Linked DNA regions of Ovis aries: region 2 is linked to region 1. The links are chromatin contacts, called in public Hi-C maps. All regions are on one chromosome and are shown on one strand. Each heading gives the region's core, a stretch centred on a gene start, on an enhancer-like site or on the middle of the called end of the contact. The rest is flanking DNA. Distances are from core to core; before and after follow the strand shown. Region 1 holds the start of NDUFS5 (NADH:ubiquinone oxidoreductase subunit S5). Region 2 holds the start of RRAGC (Ras related GTP binding C).

Evidence for each region. Hi-C and Micro-C count contacts between places; a contact is called where the count stands out from the background.
Region 2: a Hi-C map of liver shows a contact between it and region 1, with 2.2 times the contacts expected there. The contact joins the promoter of RRAGC here to the promoter of NDUFS5 in region 1. A contact is called at or near these places in 3 of 16 Hi-C or Micro-C datasets (hypothalamus, liver and muscle).

What each region holds. Positions count from the first base shown.
Region 1 is chr1:13,730,373-13,736,263 of ARS-UI_Ramb_v3.0, forward strand. NDUFS5 (NADH:ubiquinone oxidoreductase subunit S5) reads left to right here and starts at 3,925. Exons shown (of 3, transcript XM_060395334.1): 1 at 3,925-5,822. It overlaps LOC114114099 (a long non-coding RNA gene), which reads right to left and starts at 3,833. Exons shown (of 2, transcript XR_003588956.3): 1 at 3,585-3,833; 2 at 1-58. It also overlaps the pseudogene LOC132657399.
Region 2 is chr1:13,586,555-13,592,049 of ARS-UI_Ramb_v3.0, forward strand. RRAGC (Ras related GTP binding C) reads right to left here and starts at 3,229. Exons shown (of 7, transcript NM_001161867.1): 1 at 2,993-3,229; 2 at 1,070-1,273; 3 at 1-114. The coding sequence starts at 3,229. LOC121819013 (a long non-coding RNA gene) reads left to right here and starts at 3,542. Exons shown (of 2, transcript XR_006059127.2): 1 at 3,542-3,810; 2 at 5,296-5,495.

The DNA.
Region 1 (5,891 bases), core at 2,675-5,174:
CACAGCCGCACCAACACCGGGGCCGAATGGAGGGGCTTGGCGTATCAACAGTTAACATCTATAATAGGAAACAGTATACGTTTAACTGGGCTGGTTGGGACCTCAACAAAGCCCTAGTAAATGCTCAGAGTTCAGAAAGATTCCGCAGAAAGCTTCGTGCGATAAACGACGAGAACGGATTAGGCATTTGCCCCAGGGGACATTGGGAAGTCTGTAATGATCCTACAAAATTTGGAAGCATGAGAACAGTTCTGGATGTTTGAGAACACCAGGGTATTGAATACCGGTTGATGAACAATGGGATCTGAGGAGTTACCAATGGAAAGAAATCAGATCATGGTCTTGAATGCCAAACCCCAAAATCTGGACCTTTTCTTGAATAACCTTACACAGAGCCCAAGCAATATGAATGACCCCCTTCCTTTGCATTCTCCATTTATTCATCTTTGTTTTAACCACTTGTCACGGCATTCTGTGCCTTCATCCCAAGAACTCAACAAGGGTCATGGTTGAGATAAGAGCTCAGGAAGTGTTTTCTGAATGATCAGATTTGAATCTTCAGAAAAGCAACAATAATAAGAAGAGAGGGTAAGAAGAGAGTAAGGCTGGATGTGAAAAACCATCAAAGTTCAAAGTAAATTGCTTTCCCAGTCTGTAATTTTCTCTCCATCCAAGATTCGAAATCTGGCAGCTCAAAGGCCATTTCCATGATGGGTTTTGTTTGGTCAGCACTTGAAAAACAAAAAATTAGTTGCCTGGCTTTTTACAACGGAATGTTTCACATTTAAGCAATAACAAAAAATGTCTGGCTTCTCGTGAAAAATTTGAAGAGTTGACAGTTTGGAGCCCTGATTCTTGACAGCAAGAGTGGAGCTGAGGAGCTGCTGCCCCCTTTAGCCGGGACATATGCTCTTCAGGTTGCATATTCCCCACCATCCCTCTCCCCCAAACTGAGGCCAAGGATCAGTTCCCATTTATCATAATGCTTTTGTTTTCATTTCCTTACAGTGAGCTAGCTCTGGCCTTGGAGGCTTTTGAACTGCCATCTTTGTACTAATCTACCCCACCTGGTATCTGAGGAATGATTCAATGAAATTAATATTTTAGAAAGATTAGTGCAAAACAGACTGAAGTGAGGAGCCAGGAGGCAGAAAGGAAGAAATAAATTTGAAAATCTATTGAAGGAATATTCGAAAGCATTTGGCCAGTGATTAAATATTGGATGAAGCAGGAGGAAAAGGCAAAATACAGCTTCAGAGTTTACTACCTGAATGGCTGGAAAGGTGCTATCACCAACATTAAATGGGAGAAGTGAAAGGGGTGGTGGTGATCACTCCCTTGCTACCTCTAGTATTTTGTAGGCAAGGGCCATGAGTTACCACTTCCATCATCCTCCAGTACTGTGCTGGACATGCATTAGGTGCCCAGGAAATTCTAGCTGAACTGAAACTGATCTAAGATGGGGTACATATCTGATGAGGAGGGAAGGAAAGGAGAATTGGAATGCTGGAACAAAACCAGTACATCGTGGGACCTCAGGCATTCTCCTCAGAGTGGATGAAACTAGGGCTTGGTTGATAGTTGATGCATTTTGGAGAAAAACCTATGCAAAAGTCCTGAAGCAGAACAGGAATTTGGCATGCAGAAATGGAAGTGGGGGAGGGAGGAATCAGTATCCTTCCAAGGAAAGAAGAAAAAAAGGGAGAGAGAGACTGGATCACAGGATATTCCTGGAATACACGGAAGAGCAAGCTCTCGGTCGGGGCATTAGGCAGTTTTGGACAATGAGCCTGGGAAGTTTGGAACACTGGACTTCTCTAACAGTTTTGAGAGCTCATCACTTAAAAGAAAAAGAAATCTGCAGTCCAGAGCCACTGCCGCCACCCCCATCTTCCCTGCCTTGGGGAGGGCATAAGGTCACTGATCCAGGAGGACTCAGAAAAGGAAAGAGGCATAGTCTCCACCACAGCACCTGCATCCACCATGCAGAGCATCAGGTGTGTGGTGGTAAGCGAAGGGGCTGTGGTCAAAACACGCTACACAAGCAACGCCTTCCCCAAGGAGTACATCCCCAGTGTTCAACAACTATACGCCCAGAGTGCAGTTGACGGGTGCCCAGTGAACCCGAACCTGTAGGTACAGCAGGCCAGGAGGAGTATGATCACCTCCGCACTCTCCTGCCCTCAGACCAACATGTTTGTCATCTTCTCCATTGTCATCTGCCTTCCTATGAGAATGTGCAGCACAAGTGGCATTCAGAGGTGTGCCACCACTGCCCCGAGGTGCCCATCCTCTTGGTGGGCACCAAGAAGGACCTGACACCCTAAAGGCGCCTGAAGGAGCTGGGCCAGGTGGTGGCCCAGCAGATCCAAGCTGTGCTCGGCCCTGCAGCAGGATGGCGTCAAGGAAGTGTTTACCGAGGCCGTCCGGCAGTGCTCAACACCGTGCCAATCAAGCATGGGCAGTCCTGCATCCTCCTGTGACCTGGCACCCAGCTTGGAGGCTGCCCCTGACCCTCCACCGGTTGCGCCTTTGTGTCTCGGTGCCTCGTCTGCCCCCAGCTGTGCCTTAAGGACTAATTCTGGCACCCCCTTGCTTATGGGGGTCCCCAAATGTCTTTTTCCCCTTAAGGGGGACCCACAGGAAAAGGGGCTTTGGGCCCTGCCCCATTCTGCTTGGAAACACCAAGTATTCTTGAGAGCTCACCCAGGTCAAAGTCGGACCCCTCCTCCAAGAAGCCTCCCCATTTCCCCCTACTCACCAGTTGACCTAGTTTTCCACACAGATATTGCTGCCTGTCCTGGTGCCTTCTCTCCAGAGGGCTCGGCAGAACCTAACCTCTCCCTCACTGCTCTTCAAATTGCTCCGCCCTCAAGATGCTCTCTCTTCCACAGGGAAGAAGCCACTGAATCCTAGTAAGATGAATGTGCCCGAACCTACCCCCATGTCCCTGGGCCTCATGCACCTGCTGACTGACTCGGTTCCACCCACATCGGGCTCCTGGGGCCCCTCTACCCCCATCTGCATCAACAAAACCTTCTGTCTCCAGTGAATCTGGGGCTCCTGCTGTAATCAAGGGGAACCTCTGGAGGTTCGGAAACAGAGGGGCATGGTCTCTGACGACTCTCCAAAATCCGTAAACTTTAAAAACTGAGACACAAAGAACTGCGATTGTCTTAGAGTGCCTTCCACGTGCTAGGAAACGCCTCAGTGGTTCGGTGGTGGTTTACTCGCTAAATCCTGTCCGACTCTTGAGACTCTATGGGCAGTAACTAGCCAGGCTCCTCTGTCCATGGAATTCTTCAGGCAAGAATATTGGAGTGGGTTGCCATAGAGGATCTTCCTGACCCGGGGATCGAACCCTCTTCTCTTACGTCTCTTGCATTGGCAGGCGGGTTCTTTACCACTAAGGCAACCTGGGAAACCCAGTGCTTTAATAGAACTCACTTAATCCCCCAAGCAACTCTATACACTGTATTATTATCTTTTAAGATTATTTTTATCTTAGATGAAACAGAAACATAGTGAGGTTAAGAAATTTTGCCAGGTGACACACAAGTGGCGGAGCAAGAACTGGAACCCACCCTGGGTGTGTTCACACTCCATGAGCTTAACCGCCACTGGAAGGGGATGAAGAGGGTTTCCTTGGTCAAGTCCCGCACCAATCATAGCTGTGGTGAGAGTCCCAGGCACTGAAGAAGGAAGCAGCAGGAAATCACTAAACCCTGGGGATGCCTCTCACGCGGTTATCTGGGCAAGGTCCGCTCGTCAGCAGTCTCTGGAGGTCAACTCAGACGGCCGCGCAGGCGCAGACAGATGGGCTTGGTCTCTATGGTTCCGGGGCGCGACGGCGGAAGGCAGGTCGGCTCCCGGCGTCGCGCTGCAAGAGTCGCGCAGCGGGCTTCCTTTGCGGCAGGCCTCTTCGTAGCCTGAGGATCGTCTAGGAGAGGCGGCCAGCGAGGAGAAAAGGACACAGCGGCCGGACGGTAGGGGCTGTGTGTGTCCGCTGGGCGATAGCGCCTAAAGCGCGTCCTTCCGAGAGCTCTTTAACAGATTTTCTCTTGGCTTGCTGGGTGGATGACCTTTCTCCTGGCCATATTTTCTGCTTTCCCAGGCTCCTTGGTCCACACAGCCTATGTCACTGAAGCCTATAGAGCGCGCCTCTCTCGGCTCTTTTTCCAGGTTGACTTAACTTTCTGACAGACTCATACTTGGCCTTTTGTTTCTTAACCTGAAGTCCACGTTCCTTTCCCAGCTTGCTGAGTGGCCTTGCGGGATTTAGGCCCTGCCAGCCTCTAAAGCTCTTTGCGTTCTTCCCGACGTGCACTCTGCGCTCCAGCCGCGTCTGGGTGCTCAGTGTACCCCAGACATAACCCAGCACACCGGCTGTAACTCGTGCAGCGTGTGCCCCAATGGAATACTCTGTCAACGACCTGCCCTTGATCCGTATCAAACGCCACCCATCTTAAAGGCATTTCCCCAGTTTCCTGGACAGAATAGGTGCTTCCTCCTTACGTCTTGTGCTCGCCCGTTGATTCCCAGCTCCCTCTGTGTGTCCTATGCTAGTGCTTAGGTTGCAGCTGCTCCCCACCACCCCCATCCCAGTGACTGGAACATTATTACTCAGTAAATGACTGAAAGAAAATTATCAATCTGGGTAGAAATGACTGGGTAGAAAACTTTAAAATTACATTCACCTGTAAGCCTACCACTCATAAACGTAACTGTTGACCTTTTTTTGTGCTTCCTTTCAGTCTTCTTTTGAAGTTTTTTTTTTTTTTACATTACTGTAACCCCCTCCTTTTTTTCATTAAACATTAAAAGGTATATTTCATGTGTATTATCCTCCCCCCACCATTGTCTTACCAGATGGGTACTGGATTTAATTATTCATTTCTGTTGCTTCACTGGTGGCTAAGACAGTAAAGAATCTGCCTGAAATGCAGAAGCCCCGGGTTCGATCCCTAGGTTGGGAAGATCCCCTGGAAGGGCATGGCAACCAACTCTAGGATTCTTGCCTGGAGAATTCCATGGACGGAGGAGCCGGGTGGGCTACAGTCCATGGTGTGGAAAAGAGTGGGGACATGACTGAGAGACAAACACTTTAACTTTCTCTATTGTTGCACTTTTAAGTTGTTTGAATTTCTTTTTTTTTTTCCCCCAACAATTATTGAGCTCCTACCTGACTGGTCCCTATCCTCAGAGTTGTTCGAAAAGGAGATGTGCATATGAATAGTACATTACAGGGGCGTGCAAGGTACTATGGAAGGTCTGCGAGCTGATGCTGTGCTAACACAGGATGACATTCCCGCTTCAAGATGGCTTCTTAGAAGTGTCATCTAAGTTATTATGGATCGAAAAGTGGAAAGAAATGTTTTTATGCTGTGCTTTTTTATTTCAGTTATTTCTTCAGATCTATCTCAAAGCATTGGGATTACTGAGTCAAAATATTCAATACAGGGACTTCTTTAGTGGTCCAGTAGCTTAGACTCTACACTCCCAATGCAGAGGCCTGGCTTCAATTCCTGGTTAGGAAACTAGAGCCCAGTTCGCCTGCGGCAGCTAAAGATCCTGCATGCTGCAACTAAGACCCTGCACTGCCAAATAAATAACATATATTTTAAAAATTCAATAAAACACACTTTTCAACTTTTGATTAAAATGACCTTATCAATATAGAGGATTTTTAATGCATTGTTTTTTGGTTCTAGTTCCCTTTTCCTGGAGTTTGAGTTTTGTGAGAGCATGAAAATTGCTTATCTACCATGAACTGGAAGAACTTGTGTAATGAAAAAGTTTGGGGAGAAGAAATTGGGAGACTGGTACAAAATATCTTTCTAGAGGGTGGTTTGTCATAATTATCTCATTTTTCTCAGAAATTTCTCTTTTGA
Region 2 (5,495 bases), core at 1,979-4,478, 140 kb before region 1:
ATCAGACAGACCATCAACTTTGTGAATAAAAACCTCAAAATTCATGTCTGGGTTAACTTTGTAGGCTTTAGAAACAGTAATGTGAAGTCTTGTTAAAGCCTCCATGTAGTCATCCTGTAAGTCAGAACAAAATATTTTTTAAAAAGAAATCTTACGTTAGGAAAGCCTCAAACCACCTCTTTCCCCAACCACAGAATATATATTACCCTAATCATTCATAAGTATTCAAACAACTACATTAACTTATACCACTAAATAGATCTTCAATCTCTCTTGTTAAGAATTCAACTACCAAGTTAATGCTTGTAATTTTTAATACTGATAAGAAAAGGAAATGGAAATGGACACTTATTCCCAATAAAAAATTTTTTAAGTAATCCCAGCTCTGCCATTTATTAGATGTGTGACTCTAAGCAGATTGCTTAAATTCTGTGATCTCAGTTTACTCAGCCATAGAATTGTAGTTACAATACCTACCTTACAGCACTGTGAAGAAGAAATTAAATTAGGTCATACATATGAACGCACTCATAACAGAGTCTGTACCTCAGAACTCATTCCTAGCTAATGCTTAAGCTTAGAAAAAAATTAAGATTCTTAAGGATAGAGACATGTCCCATTTATCTGAGTGTCTGCCACATGCTAGGCCCTCAATAAGTGCTAGCTGAGCTAAAATGAATTTGGACAACTAAAGAAACTATTCACTTAATATTTACTGACTCAGTTCTCACATTCCTCATTACAGACACTGATAAGACCTTTTCAGTGGGTGACAACATTACAACAGTTAATAAAAATATAGCAATATCTACTATTAACAAAAATGGAACACTGCTCACTAACTAGAACTCAGAGATATAAACCCTATCTCCTAGTCATCTCATATTCTGTACTTGCACAAAGGCATGCCTGCTCCTAAAGCACCTCTGCAGGTACACCTCTCAGAGTTAGGAAATCTAGTGGCAAAGAAACAAACTGCAAGAAGCACATGACAAGATAAACAACTTTCCTTTGTTCCTACATCTTCCGCCATCAGAGAAGAAAAGTAAACATCGTCATGTCCAACTACCTGTGCATCAATGACGTATATCAACGCTCCCGTTCCCCTGAAGATCATCTCGTAGTCAAAAGTTGGGTCAAAAAAGTCCATTTGCCCAGGAAAATCCCATATTTGGAAATTCACAAAGGAGCTATTAGAAATGTCATCTTTGTAAATCTTGTTGGTACTTTCCAAAAAGAGGGTCTCATTGGGTGACATTTTATGAAACACCACCTGTTAAAAGAAAAAAGGACAATTTAATGACTATTCCACTTTTTATTTAAAATAAGTACAAAACTCCACCCAGAATTAACATAAAGAATGTGACCCTACAGCAAAAATTTTGAGAGAGATGAAACGTGAATGGTATATCCATTGGTACTCACTATCCTCTAACTTGTAACAGAACAGAAAATACCAAATTACTAAAACCAAATCACCCAGAAAAGCTAAAACTTTTCTATTTTCTCTGTCTGTATACAATACTAGCAGTAGCAATGTCTCTCCTCAGTCTTTTTTTTCTCCTCATTGTATAAATTCTGCCAAAATCTGCTCTAAGATTATGAAAATTTATAGCTAAAGTTTAAGTAGTTTTGTTCATTAAAATTTTATCAGAATGCCCACATCAGGCTCTAACAAACAATTAGAAAATAAACTGACTGGACTCTGTCCTTCATGGGTTTGCAGTCTTGTGGAAGAAATAAAGGCAAATTATACCAAATAGGAAAAGGCATATTGGTAGAGAAGGAATATTCATGAGGAGGGGAAGAATGGGACTTGACAAGGAAAAGACAGCTCCCATGAGGAAAAAAAAAAAAAGGTAAACGCAATTGTTAATCACAATTATCACAATCCACACAATTCCAACACAAAAGGAATTTCCCTCTCTCTACTCGCTGGATGGGAAAAATGGATAGTTACTCCTGAGGTTTAGACTGTGAGTAACACTGTAACGAATCAAAACCAGTTTGCTAAAAACCTGCCATCAATGTACTCAGATTTTGCTGTAACGGTGAAAAGATAATAAAACATAGTAATCCCGTAAATTTGGAAGGCTACTTTTTAAAATTATCATGTCTACAGAATATCACGCAGAGATTTATTTTGGAGAGATCTTTGCCACAGAATGAAAAGCGCAAAAAGCCAGGGATCTGGCATTTTATCGCCAGCTCACCTTGTGTTTAAGAGGAATGGCTGATGGAGGTGGTCAACCCTGCCTCTATTCCCCCTTACTAAAAAAGCGAATAGCCCTCCATCCTCTCCTGCCATTTCCCAAGTAAAAGCACATGTACAAAGGTCTGTAAATATTCTCCAGGTCTCAAGACTTTTGTAGCTACACACACACAGAGGGGAAATCACTACTAATTATACTCACCGGGCTAAAAGTACTAAAACAGGTGGAAGAACAGCCCCCATTCCCACTAAGGAATGTCACAGTGAAGTCTCCTTCGTACTAGCAACAAGAGCAGGCATTACAAACACCAAGGAGTTAGTCACAACTCTTTCTGACGCTGCTCCCTGGGGCTCACCTGGGAAGCCCTGCAAACTCAGGTCACCTGAAGTGAGAGGCGCACACACAACCGGAGTCGGGTAAGGAGTGTGGGAAAGTTAGAACCGGGGAGCAAGTCTCAGTTTCATGAATGGCATGGGGGCTGGGTCCCAGGAAGTGAGGGCCCAGGAGGTGAGGCCACGGGCACCTGCCTCGCTCCGGCCACTCAGGGAGTGCGGGGATCCACTCGGCCTCGGCTGACCTGGGCGTGGACTCCGAGATCGGGGTCCCGGCGCGTACCGCGCCCGGGCTCTGCTTCCCAGAGAAGAGAAAGCGCGCTGGGACAACCCAGCCGGCCACCCCGGCCGCCGCCCTCCTCAGGGCCTCCCCTCCCGGCTGGCCCCCAGCGCCCCCGAGGAGGGGAGGGAGGGGGAGGGGCGGAGGGCCCGAACGGCCCCACTCACCTTCTGGATGGAGGACTTGCCGCTGCGCCGCAGGCCCATGAGCAGAATCCTCGGCTTGGAGCTGTCAGCGCCCCCCGGGCCACAGCCGCCTCCGGCCCCCGCCCCAACCCCGCCGCCCGCGGCTGCCGCCTCCTCTTCCTCCTCCTCCACGCCGTAGCCGAAATCCTTTGGGAACGAATCCGCCGCGCCGTAACTGCCGGCGAGGGGCGTCTCCTCCGCCCCGTACTGCAGGGACATGGTGCTGGAGCCGCCGCCGCCCGCGCCCTGACAGGCCAGGCCAGGCCAAGCCAGGCCGCCGCCTCCCCAGTCCGCCGCCGCCGCTGCCGCCGCCGCCCCCGGCAGCCGCCGCCGCTGTGCGGCCCGCCCCCCGGCGCCCGGCTCTCATAGGCTCCCCGCCCGAGCCTGGCCCCTCATTGGTCGCCCCAGCTGCCACTCGGGAGCAGCAAGGTAGGTGGTGCCCGTCACGTGCCCGGAATCACCTGACTCGGAGCCGTGGAGGGGGGAGGAGGAGTCACGAGGAGGGTAGCCGGGCCGAGCCCTCTGCCCTCCGCCCCAGCCCGCACCTCCGTCCAAGCCAGCCACGCGCCTTGCTCCTCACCGTTCTCCTGCCTTCTTCGGGACTCCGGAGGCCAACACAATGAGTGACGCTCTCTGGGCACTTGGGAGAATTGATTGTCCTCCTCCTACTATTGTGCTTGCCCAACCAATACTTACTGATGCCCGCGAAGTCCTGGGGCAGAAGGGGCACAAAACTGGAACTACCTTGGACCCTGCCTGCCCTCAAGTTGCCCCAGGGTTAATGGAGATCGGACCTCTGAGTAAGTAGCTTCTGTATGAGATAGAAGTGGGAAGGTCAAAGATGCAGATAGAAATGCTCAGCATGGGTGGGTGAGAGCATCTCTAAGGAGCTGGCGTCTGAACAGGTCTGGAAGGATGGCATTGGTTGAGGTGTTCAAAGGTAGAGAGGAGGAGCTAGCCAGAGGGCAAAACCTCAAACGAGGCAGAGTCATCGGTGAGATAGTTCGTTCTAGCAGGTAGCTGGCCCCTGATAGGAAAGCAAATGCTAGTAAGCTAGAATGTCTTACCCACTTTCTTCAGCAAATCACTGACAATGAATACTGCTACTGTTTGACTTATCAGGATCTGACGACGACTCCTCCCCACCCAGTATCTACTTCTGTAGTAATTCCATCACCCCATGAAACATTGCATCTTGTGTGATCTCCTTCAGATCAGAGACCAAAGGCATTAATAATGAAAGCTGACCAGAACAAATGCTTGTCACCAAAATATGGGAAAGCTAGAGGAATTTTACTCTTCACAGGGCGGCTTTAGAATTGGAAATTTAACCAATTTCCTCCTCCGGGGTCCTCCTCTTAAAGGGGACATGGGTGGTGATATTGATCTTTCAAGGAAACTTTCTTGATTATGAAGGGAAAGCAGGTATGCACATCTAGAAGTTGGTTTTGTCTGAATCTCAAAATTAAAGGTAGGACATCCTTAGAGGTCATCTAGTGCAACCTCTCACCTAAAAAGAATCTACTGTACAGCGTCTCTGACGCTGCATGAAAGACTTGCAGCATACATTTCAGTAGAGCCCAGGGAAGAGAGCTCACTATCTCAGTAGGAAACAATTCCACTGTAGTAAAACTTGGCTTAGAAGTCTCTTATTCAGGCCAAAAATCACACTCCTTGGAGCTTATACACCATAGTCTATTAGCAGTGGTCATCTTTTTTATGACAGCACCTCAGATACTGGATTACAGTTTTCATTACCCACTGTCTTCTCTGTTCCACATTAAACATACTTCAGCCCAGCCTTCTACAGTAATGTCCAATAGCACTTCGTGTGATGACAGAAATGTTCCACATCTATACTGCTCAACATAGTAGCCAGTGTGGATTGAGCACTTAAATTGCTGCTTGTGTGACTCAGGAACTGAATTTTTAATTTTACTTGCCAGATGTGGCTAGCAGCCACCATGTTGGACAATACAGCTTTGTGGTTTCAAATGTACTCTCCACATTTATATGCAATTGAGCTTGTCAACATCCATCAAATGTCTGACACCTACAACACAATAAGGACCAATAGAGCCTTCAGGGTGATTGTTTAGCACCTGGACAGTATTTCTATTAGTGCTTTCCAGAATGGAATTTTTAAAAAAATATACAGACTGTAAGTGGTTCACACTAACAGTCACTGGAACCAGTACTTTGTCAGCAATCCCTAAGTGCCTAAACTTGTACAGCTGCATTTTTAACCTCAATGTAAGACTTGATATTTCAACTTTTTCATTTAGGCCGTGAAGTTTAGGCATTCCCAAGTTGTGAATCATTTTCAAGCTCATCTCAGTATCGTCTACCAACCAGCCCTTCCAACTCTGTGGCAAACAGAGAATTAGCATTACTACCATCTGACCCATATGTAGTCCTTTACAATTTGCAAGGTACTTTTTACATCCATTATATTTAATTTAATCCTTATAACACCTTGTGAGAT